Regions from separate parts of the Mus musculus genome. Here region 2 is linked to region 1. Evidence: chromatin contacts called from public promoter capture Hi-C data. All regions are on one chromosome and are shown on one strand. Each heading gives the region's core, a stretch centred on a gene start, on an enhancer-like site or on the middle of the called end of the contact. The rest is flanking DNA. Distances are from core to core; before and after follow the strand shown.

The links. Promoter capture Hi-C pulls out the DNA fragments that hold promoters and counts their contacts.
Region 2: a promoter capture Hi-C map of cranial neural crest shows a contact between it and region 1. The contact joins the promoter of Mrps2 here to the promoter of Tmem141 in region 1. A contact is called at or near these places in 4 of 39 promoter capture datasets (cranial neural crest, hippocampal neurons, liver and 1 more).

The regions. Positions count from the first base shown.
Region 1 is chr2:25,619,782-25,623,881 of GRCm38.p6, reverse strand. It overlaps Tmem141 (transmembrane protein 141), which reads left to right and starts at 1,880. Exons shown (of 5, transcript NM_001040130.3): 1 at 1,880-1,948; 2 at 2,208-2,274; 3 at 2,424-2,507; 4 at 2,709-2,816; 5 at 3,352-3,816. The coding sequence starts at 1,895. The coding sequence ends at 3,365. The region is part of intron 5 of Fcnaos (a long non-coding RNA gene); the gene reads right to left.
Region 2 is chr2:28,465,651-28,469,750 of GRCm38.p6, reverse strand. It overlaps Mrps2 (mitochondrial ribosomal protein S2), which reads right to left and starts at 1,685. Exons shown (of 4, transcript NM_080452.3): 1 at 1,609-1,685; 2 at 1,392-1,508; 3 at 801-930; 4 at 1-328. The coding sequence starts at 1,651. 1700007K13Rik (RIKEN cDNA 1700007K13 gene) reads left to right here and starts at 3,427. Exons shown (of 3, transcript NM_027040.1): 1 at 3,427-3,717. The coding sequence starts at 3,482.

The DNA of each region.
Region 1 (4,100 bases), core at 631-3,130:
GATCCTGGCGGTCACCTGGCAGAGAAAAGCGAGCAGCAAGTGAGGGAGGTGGAGGAGCAACATGGGTGAGGCCTACTGACGGGGGCCCTGAGGAGGAGAAGCACCCAACAGCTAAGCCAAGAGAAATGGGGTGCAATAGGTGCCAGCATAAGGGGGGACACAGATAGTACCTTCATCCATGAGGACACACGGACCATAGCAACAAACTGGAGTCACTCTTTGGGGCAAATCTGGGGACACCAGGGACAGCCACTGTTCCTATGTTAGGGAAGCTGGTATCTTAGAGCCTGGGCCAGGAATACAACCCAACTTGTTCTCCATAGAGCAGCAGGAAGGGCGGGGGAAGGTTCAGAAGCCAGGTGGGAGAAGGGAGACAACAGAGGCTGGAGTGGGGGTCTGAAGACAGAGGGGTGCCCACTCAAGGGCTTCTCCCTAGATACCCCGGGGCTCCCAAGAATCCTGAAGGGAACAGGCACTGACTGGGAATCCCTGTAGAGCCCCTTCTTCATGACTCTTCCACTGTTTGGTACCAGCTAATGCCAGATGGCAACACTTGTGGGGCTTTTTTACTTTTAGAAGTATCTGTGTTGCTCTAGATTTTATTTGAAATATTATTTAATTAATAAGCAATAATCAACCTTTTAAAAAAAACTTTTCATTTCCTGTGTGTGTGTGTGTTGCCTGCATATATGTCTGTGTAGCACATGTACCTACTACCTGTGGAAGCCAAACAAGGAGAGTGGATCTCTGGGACTGAAGCTACAAACGGTTATGAGCTGCATGAGAGCCCTGGAAATAGAGAGAGCACTCTTAACTGCCAAGCCATCTCTCTAAGCACCCAATTATCATCTTGAAAGAAGGAAAAGAAGAAGGAAGGAAGGAAGGAAGGAAGGAAGGAAGGGAAGGGAAGGAAGGAAAGGAAGGAAGGAAGGAAGGAAGGAAGGAAGGAAGGAAGGAAAAGGAAGGAAGGAAAGGAAAGGAAAGGAAAGGAAAGGAAAGGAAAGGAAAGGAAAGGAAAGGAAAGGAGGAAGGAAGGGAAAGGAAGGGAAGGGAAGGGAAGGGAAGGGAAGGGAAGGGAAGGGAAGGGAAGGGAAGGGAAGGGAAGGGAAGGGAGGAAAGGAAGGAAGGAAGGAAACGAAATGTGTATCTGGGTATGGTGGCACATGCCTTTAGGCCCAGTACTTGGGAAGCAAAAAAAGGCAAATCTCTGAGTTGGAAGCCAGACTGCCCTACAGAGCAAGTTGGACAGCCAGGGCTAAGCAGAGAACCCTTTTCTTAAAGAAAAGAGGGGAGGGGGAAGAAGAGAAAGAAGCGGGGAGTGGAGGAAGAGGGCGAGGAACTCTGTGAACTTTTCCATAGGACCCCATGCCCTGACACCAAAAAAGGGTTCGAGTGAACTTCTGGAATTCTGTTGTGCCTTTCAGAGAGAGAACCCTTAACTGTAGTCTTAAAGTCCCATCTCATGTAGTAAGAACAATCAATGTGGGGGCTGGAGAGATGGCTCGGTGGCTAAGAGCTCGGACTGCTCTTCCTAAGGTCCTGAGTTCAAATCCCAGAAACCACATGGTGGCTCACAACCATCTGTAATGAGATGTGACTCCCTGAAGACAGCTACAGTGTACTTACATATAATAAATCTAAAACAAAAACAAAAACAATCAATGTGCTCTATGAGTATGAAAATGAGGGGTGAGGAAAGTTAGGCCTGGTTCGAGGTCACAAAACCCCCAATTTCAACTGCTCTGTCACGCCCATCAGAAGCTCGCGGTTATAGGTCCCGCCCCCTAAGCCGGACAGAGCTTGACTGTCTCTGCTACGTTCTGCGTTCTGCGCAGGCCCGAGTCTTGAGCCCCGCCCCGCCCCCCAAGTCCTCCCTGGCAGAACCTGACCAACCATGGTGAATCTGGGCTTGTCCCGTGTGGATGACGCCGTGGCCGCCAGGCACCCGGTGAGAAGGCTAGCCTGGGGGCCAGAGAGCTGACCCTACGATGCTGACCTGAGGCAAAGTAGAGGCAGGGGAAGCCCTGTCAGGGAGTGGAGGAGTGGGGGAACCCTCCTGACTTAGGGATAGGGCACGCTAAATGGGTTTAGGGGAGGGTGGAATATATCCATTCTCCCTCGCCAAGGCCAGGTCGTGGCTAAAGGAGAAGCAGGAGGCGAGGAAAGAGAACTGAGCCACGAACACCTTCCCCGCCCCCTAATCCCAGGGACTCGAGGAATTTGCTGCCTGCCAGTCGCACGCCTTCATGAAGGGCGTTTTCACTTTTGTCACAGGTAAGAGGTCTTGGGGAGCAAAAGAATTCCTTAAAGGGGTAAAAATGTAACCTTTCGTCCCACCCTGTCTGTCCAGCAGGCGGCGCCAAGTCATCCTGCCTGCAGGTGCAGCAGGTACCCTGACCAGCACTTTGCTTGGCTCTTGGCAGGCACTGGTGCGACTTTTGGCCTGCTGATGTTCATTAAGAGGAAGTTTCCATACCCTGTGCAGTGGAGCTTCCTAGTGTCTGCCAGTGAGTACTCCACGGTGGGTGCCTAGGCCCTGAAATGCATCCATTACCAGTGACTCTACAGTGTTGGTGTGTTTCCAATAAAACCCTGACTGCGATCCAACCTGTTTGGGCTGCAGCCTACCCACCCTGTCTGCCCAGAACTAGCTTGTGCCAGGTCCCCTTCTGAAAAGTGCACCCACCCTCCTGCTTCCTGTTCTCCAGTTGCAGGATCTGTGGCCAGCTACAGAGTGACAAGTATGGAGTGTCAGAAATGCAGCAATCTCTGGCTCTTCCTGGAGACCGGGCAGCTCCCCAAAGACATAAGCACAGGTGAGAGGGGCCCAGAGGGACAGCTAGCAGTTTCAGGAAGGCAAGCCCACAAGACTCAAAAGACGGACTGAAGCCTTTCGATCTAGCCAGTCCTACTTCCCCCCGGAGAGGCTGGGGCTAGAAGCAAGCATAACAAAGATTGAGCAGTGCATTCCCAGAAGGAATATCCAAAAATTATGGTGACCCTGAGACAGAGGGAAGGGCCTTGTAAGGTGTGGGGCAGGACACAGCAGCTACACAGACAACTCAGGAAAAAAAGTGTCCAGGGCTGTGACCCTGAATCTGATACCAAGATGGTGACCTCAGGCCTGCCCATGCGTGTTTCTGGGCTCAGATTTTTTGTTTTGCTCTTCTGAGGAAAGAGTCTATAGGCCAGGTTGGTCTTGAGTTCCTGCTTCTGCTGCTGCTTCCTCCCATGCTTAGGACCCTAAGTCTGTGTAACCACATCTGACAGGACCTTTTGTCATGACAGAACAAGATCAGGGACTCCAAAACCACAGACATGACTCCACCCGCCTCCCTTTGCCTCTTACAGATCCTCACGACTAGAAGCGCTCTGGCTGCTGAGGTGCAGGATGCGAAGCAGGGAAGATCCTAGAGCACAGATCTAACGTCATCTAACTCCAGGACAGTCCCTCCTACCTCAGCAAACACACACACACACATGCATCCTCTAGTGTCATCTCTCTCCTACACATGCATGTGGGGTCCTGCCTGAAAAACCTGTGAAGACTACTGCTGCACCAAATCCAGGACCTGCCAGCTCGGAACAAGGCTTGGGAGGGGGAGATCTTCCGCAGAGCAGCAAGGAGCCTCAGAGAGGCTTGAATCCTGTTGCACCCAGCTGCTGGAGCAGCAGCCTGCATGTGTTGAGAGAGACTTGAGTGCTTTCTCTGATCTCTGCCCCAAATCCAAGGAGAATGTTGGAGAGTTGTAGCTAATAAATGGCTTGTCCTTTTTCCTATGTGAGCTCTGAAGCAATTAAACACGTGCTAGTGAGGTTGTTCTGTGGGTGAAGCGCCTAGTGCTAACCCTGGTATCTGAGCTTGATCCCCAGGAACCACATGGTGGATGGAGTAACCACTCCCCCTGAAGTTGTCCTCCAATCTCCACATGCACACTGCGGCATATGGGTTCCCATTATGTATGCACACGACATAAATAAATACAGGTCTAATAGGAAAAAAGAGAGGCCAGGCATAGTGGTGCACACCTTTAATCCCAGCACTTGGGAGTCAGAGGCAGAAGGGTCTGAGTTCAAGGCCAGCCTGGTCTGCAGAGTGA
Region 2 (4,100 bases), core at 436-2,935, 2.8 Mb before region 1:
CACAGCCACATGGGGTTCAAAGACATTGTTGAGTGTGTGCAGAAAGATGATGAGGTCTGGTAGGCGGACTGAAGGCCCAAAGAGGAGTTGTGCGTTAGTCAGCAAGCCACCCTTGAAGTAGCGGGTGTGGGCGTACTCCCCACAGGCCTGGGCTGTAGTCTCAATTAAGTGAGAGAACTGACGATTCCGGCTCACAAACAGAATGATGCCCTTGCGGTAGGCCACGTGCGCGGTGAAGTTCAAAGCCAGTTGGAGATTCAAGGCTGTCTGATCCAGATCGATGATATCTTGGCCCAGGCGGTTCCCAAAGATGTACGGCTCCATAAACCTGCCAAAAAACCCCCAGGGTAAACGGACCCGTGTGCGTGGAGCTGCCCTGCCCCTTCCACAGCCACCTACCTACCAGCCACCCAGGCTCTTACATTTACCAACTCCCACTACTCCTGCCTAGGGAGTGATGGGCTGGGGACACAGGTGTGGACTTGCGCACAGACAATCAGGTTTGTGGCTCAACCTGTCCCACCTTCTCCCTGTGGAGATTTGAGAACCAACTGCAGATAAACATGAACCCAACCAAGGTGCTCTGCCCAGTTTAACTCTCTAGGGCCACTTCTGTTCTATACAGCAGGTCCTCTCCACCGGGCTCCCCCGCCTGCCATGACCCTCAGTTTTCACCCTGTCTGTGAACCAGCATCAATACTAGCACTGCACTTGGTGTTGCCGCAGACACCCCCACCCTGCCCCCACTTCCAACCCTGACCCAACTCCACCACTCTGCCCACACGGCCTGTGCCAACTACCTATGGCGGCAACCAGCTTTATGTCCCAGGTGTACTCGGGCCTCGAAGAGGCTCTTCACAGAAAACAGCTCCTTGACATTGAAGAAATCCGAATGCTGTAATGGCGTATCTAGGATCCTGCTCTGGAAATCTGAAAAAGAGAGTAAGGGCAGACACTGTGGCCCATCACCAACCAACCAAAGACTCACCAGTCTCCTGGGAGTGGGAAACTCAAAGCTGTGAGGAAACGCCAGGAAAGATCTGGAAGACACAGGGGCATTTTTGCAACACCGAGGGACTAGTGTCAAGGTCTAAAGTGACTGTGTGCGGGGAAAACCTGGCCAAGTCCTCTTCCCTTAATCTCCACAGATGTAAGAGGAAAACGAACCAGGGGCCTCGTTGACTTCGGGTGCCTTAAACGCCCCTCCAGAAGACCAGCAAGATGGACAGATACAAAAGTAAGTCTTCACGGGTTTCGAGAGCTACCAGGCCACAGGGGTTCTATCTCCCTCCCACCACACTTAGATTGGTACTGGGTTCCTTTGGGGACCCTGCAATGACAACCTCTCCACGATTCCGCGCCCCGGCCCAGCTCCACCCGCTGATCTTTACCGTCGCCATCCTGGGGCTCGCTGACTGCGGGGACCGGGGCTCCCGTGACCTTCCTACCATTCTGCTCCGCAGGGCCCGGGATCGCCTTCTGCAGGAAACCTGGCCAGCGCCGCACACCTGCGGGGAAAGAGCCGGTGGGGGCGCGTCCAACCCTCGTCCCTGTCCTCCCCTCTCGGATCCCCGGGTTCCCCCCATCTCCGAGATTCACCGCGCTCACCTGCACACAGCAGCCGGGTCAGCACGGCCGGAGCGGGCGCCATGGCGGGCGCGTGGACAGAGATCCTGCAGAGACTCTTCCTGCCCGGCAGAGCGCCTCCTCCTCTGAGCGCGCGGGGTCGCAGCGCCGCTTGCTGGCCCGGAGGACCCTCTCCGCTGTGCACCGCTCGCTGCGCCCGCATCCTTGTAAATGGGCGAGTTGGCACTGTGACCAGTGGTCTGCACTCAGCTGGGACGTGGGGCTGAGCTAGAATGAGCGACCTCTCACCCACAGCTCGTTCCTCTCGATAAAATTACAGCATCCTCTGGAGGAGGCGACCCTCTTGTTCAAATTGGTTTTTAGAGGTTGTTTTTAGGGTTGCTGTTTTTTTTTGTTGTTGTTTTTGTTTTTGTTTTTGTTTTGTTTTGTTTTGTTTTTCCTGAGACCCGGTTTCTCCGTAGCCTTGAGCCTTGACTGTCATGGTATTCGCTATGTAGACCAGGTTGGCTTGAACTCAGAGAGCAACCCGCCTCTGCCTCTGGAGAGCTGAGATTGAAGGCATGCCCTACCACCGCCCCGTTTATTGTTTGTTTTATAAGTGCATTAAAAAAAACTATTTATTTTATGTATATGAATACACTGTGACTATCTTCAGACACACCAGAAGAGGGCATCAGATCCCATTACAGATGGTCGTGAGCCACCATGTGGTTGCTGGAAATTGAACTCAGGACCTGTGGAAGAGCAGTCAGTGCTCTTAACTGCTGAGTCGTCGCTCCAGCATGCATTTTTTTTATTTTTTAACATTTGTTTTAGTTTTACTTATTTTTTGCCTACATGTATGTATGTGTACCTTGTGAGTGCCTTGTCCCTGTGGAGAGCAGGTGTCTGACCTCCAGGAACTAGAGTTAAAAGTGTTTATGAGTCACCTTGTAGGCTCTGGGAGTTGAATCCAGGTTCCCTACAAGAGCAATGAATGCCCTAAATTGCTGAGCCATCTCTCCATCCCCAAATTACATTAAACTATGACGACAACAACGATGACATTGACAATGATGACGACGACGATGACAGCAACAACAACAACAACAATCTCCCTGACTGGCCAGACATTCATAGAGATCTGACTGCCTCTGTCCCCTGGGTGTTGGAATTATTGGTGCACACCACCACACTGTGCCCTAAGTAATTTTTTATTGTTTGTTTTAAAATTACTATTTATTTTTATTATTGTTGTTAAGACAGGGTTTCACTATATACTCCTGACTGGTCTAGTACTCTCTTTTTAAATCAGGCTGGCCTCGAACTCAGAGATCTGCCTCCTGGCATTGCGCTAGCACGTCATTAATGCTGAACTATGTGCATGGTTCACAAGATCATTTTTTATATTTCACCAATATATGGCCTAGGATTCCCTAAATTTAGCAGCACCTCACATCTAGATTTAGGCTGAGTTGTGGGGGTATTGGGTGATAGAGGCCATGGCCAGGACAGTAAACGACAGACTTGTACTTGCTCAGGCAGAGATTGGAAGCACCTAATTCCTGCCTATTGGCTGGTGAAATCCCAGGTTCTAAGGTTTCATTCGTCCAGGATCTGCCTCCTAGTGCATTTTGGGACGATACAAGGATGTTCCCACAGTCCCAGAAAAAGGTCAGCGGATCTCCCTGAGGAGCAGCGTGTGGAAGCTTGGAATTCCTTGTTTAGAACTTACGGTCTCCTTTGTTATTCGCCCTCGGGAAGATTCTAGACTTGCCTACAGCTAGCTGCTAGCCAAAGCAACCTACAAAAGACCGCCCCACCTCCTGATCAGGTGACTTCATTGCCTAGCAACAGGACGCCTTGCCGCAGCAGGCACAGACTTGATCTGGGCTAGTTTCCTGCGGGAGGCCAAATGTCTGAAGAAAAACCTCAACAGTCCGCGGAGGAGCCGGAGCCGGGGGAGCCCAAGGCTAAGCCCGCCCCAGAGGAGCCGGAGCCGGGGGAGCCCAAGGCTAAGCCTGCCCCAGAGGAGCCGGAGCCGGGGGAGCCCAAGGCTAAGCCTGCCCCAGAGAAGACCAGCGACTACTACCGCATTAGCGAGAAGCTCCCAGTCAGGTTCAACAACCCGGGGTGGTTTCATGGCTACGGGTAAGGAAGACTGAGGTTACCTTCTTCATGCAGCAGGGCGGCCCTAGCTTTGGCCATGTGTTTGAGAACTCTCAAGTGGCTGTGGCTACTGAGGTCAAAAGGAGCCAGTCATGAACCTTTATTTGTGTCATCATTACTGTTAGGGTCCTGCTGTCTGAGCAACCACAGAGTGAACGTGTGTGAATATAGCCTTGTTGCAGGCAGGGGATGTCTCTATTTTTAAAGCTTCCCTGAAAGCTGTACACCTTACAGGGCAGCCTGGTTTTCGGGGAAGTAAGGATGGAAACCTTCTTGACTTGTGTGAAGCTGGTGCAGGCACACTCCCTTTCCACGAGTAAGAAGACAACTTGCTGAGGCCTCGGGTGTGAAGAAGAGCGGCTGGT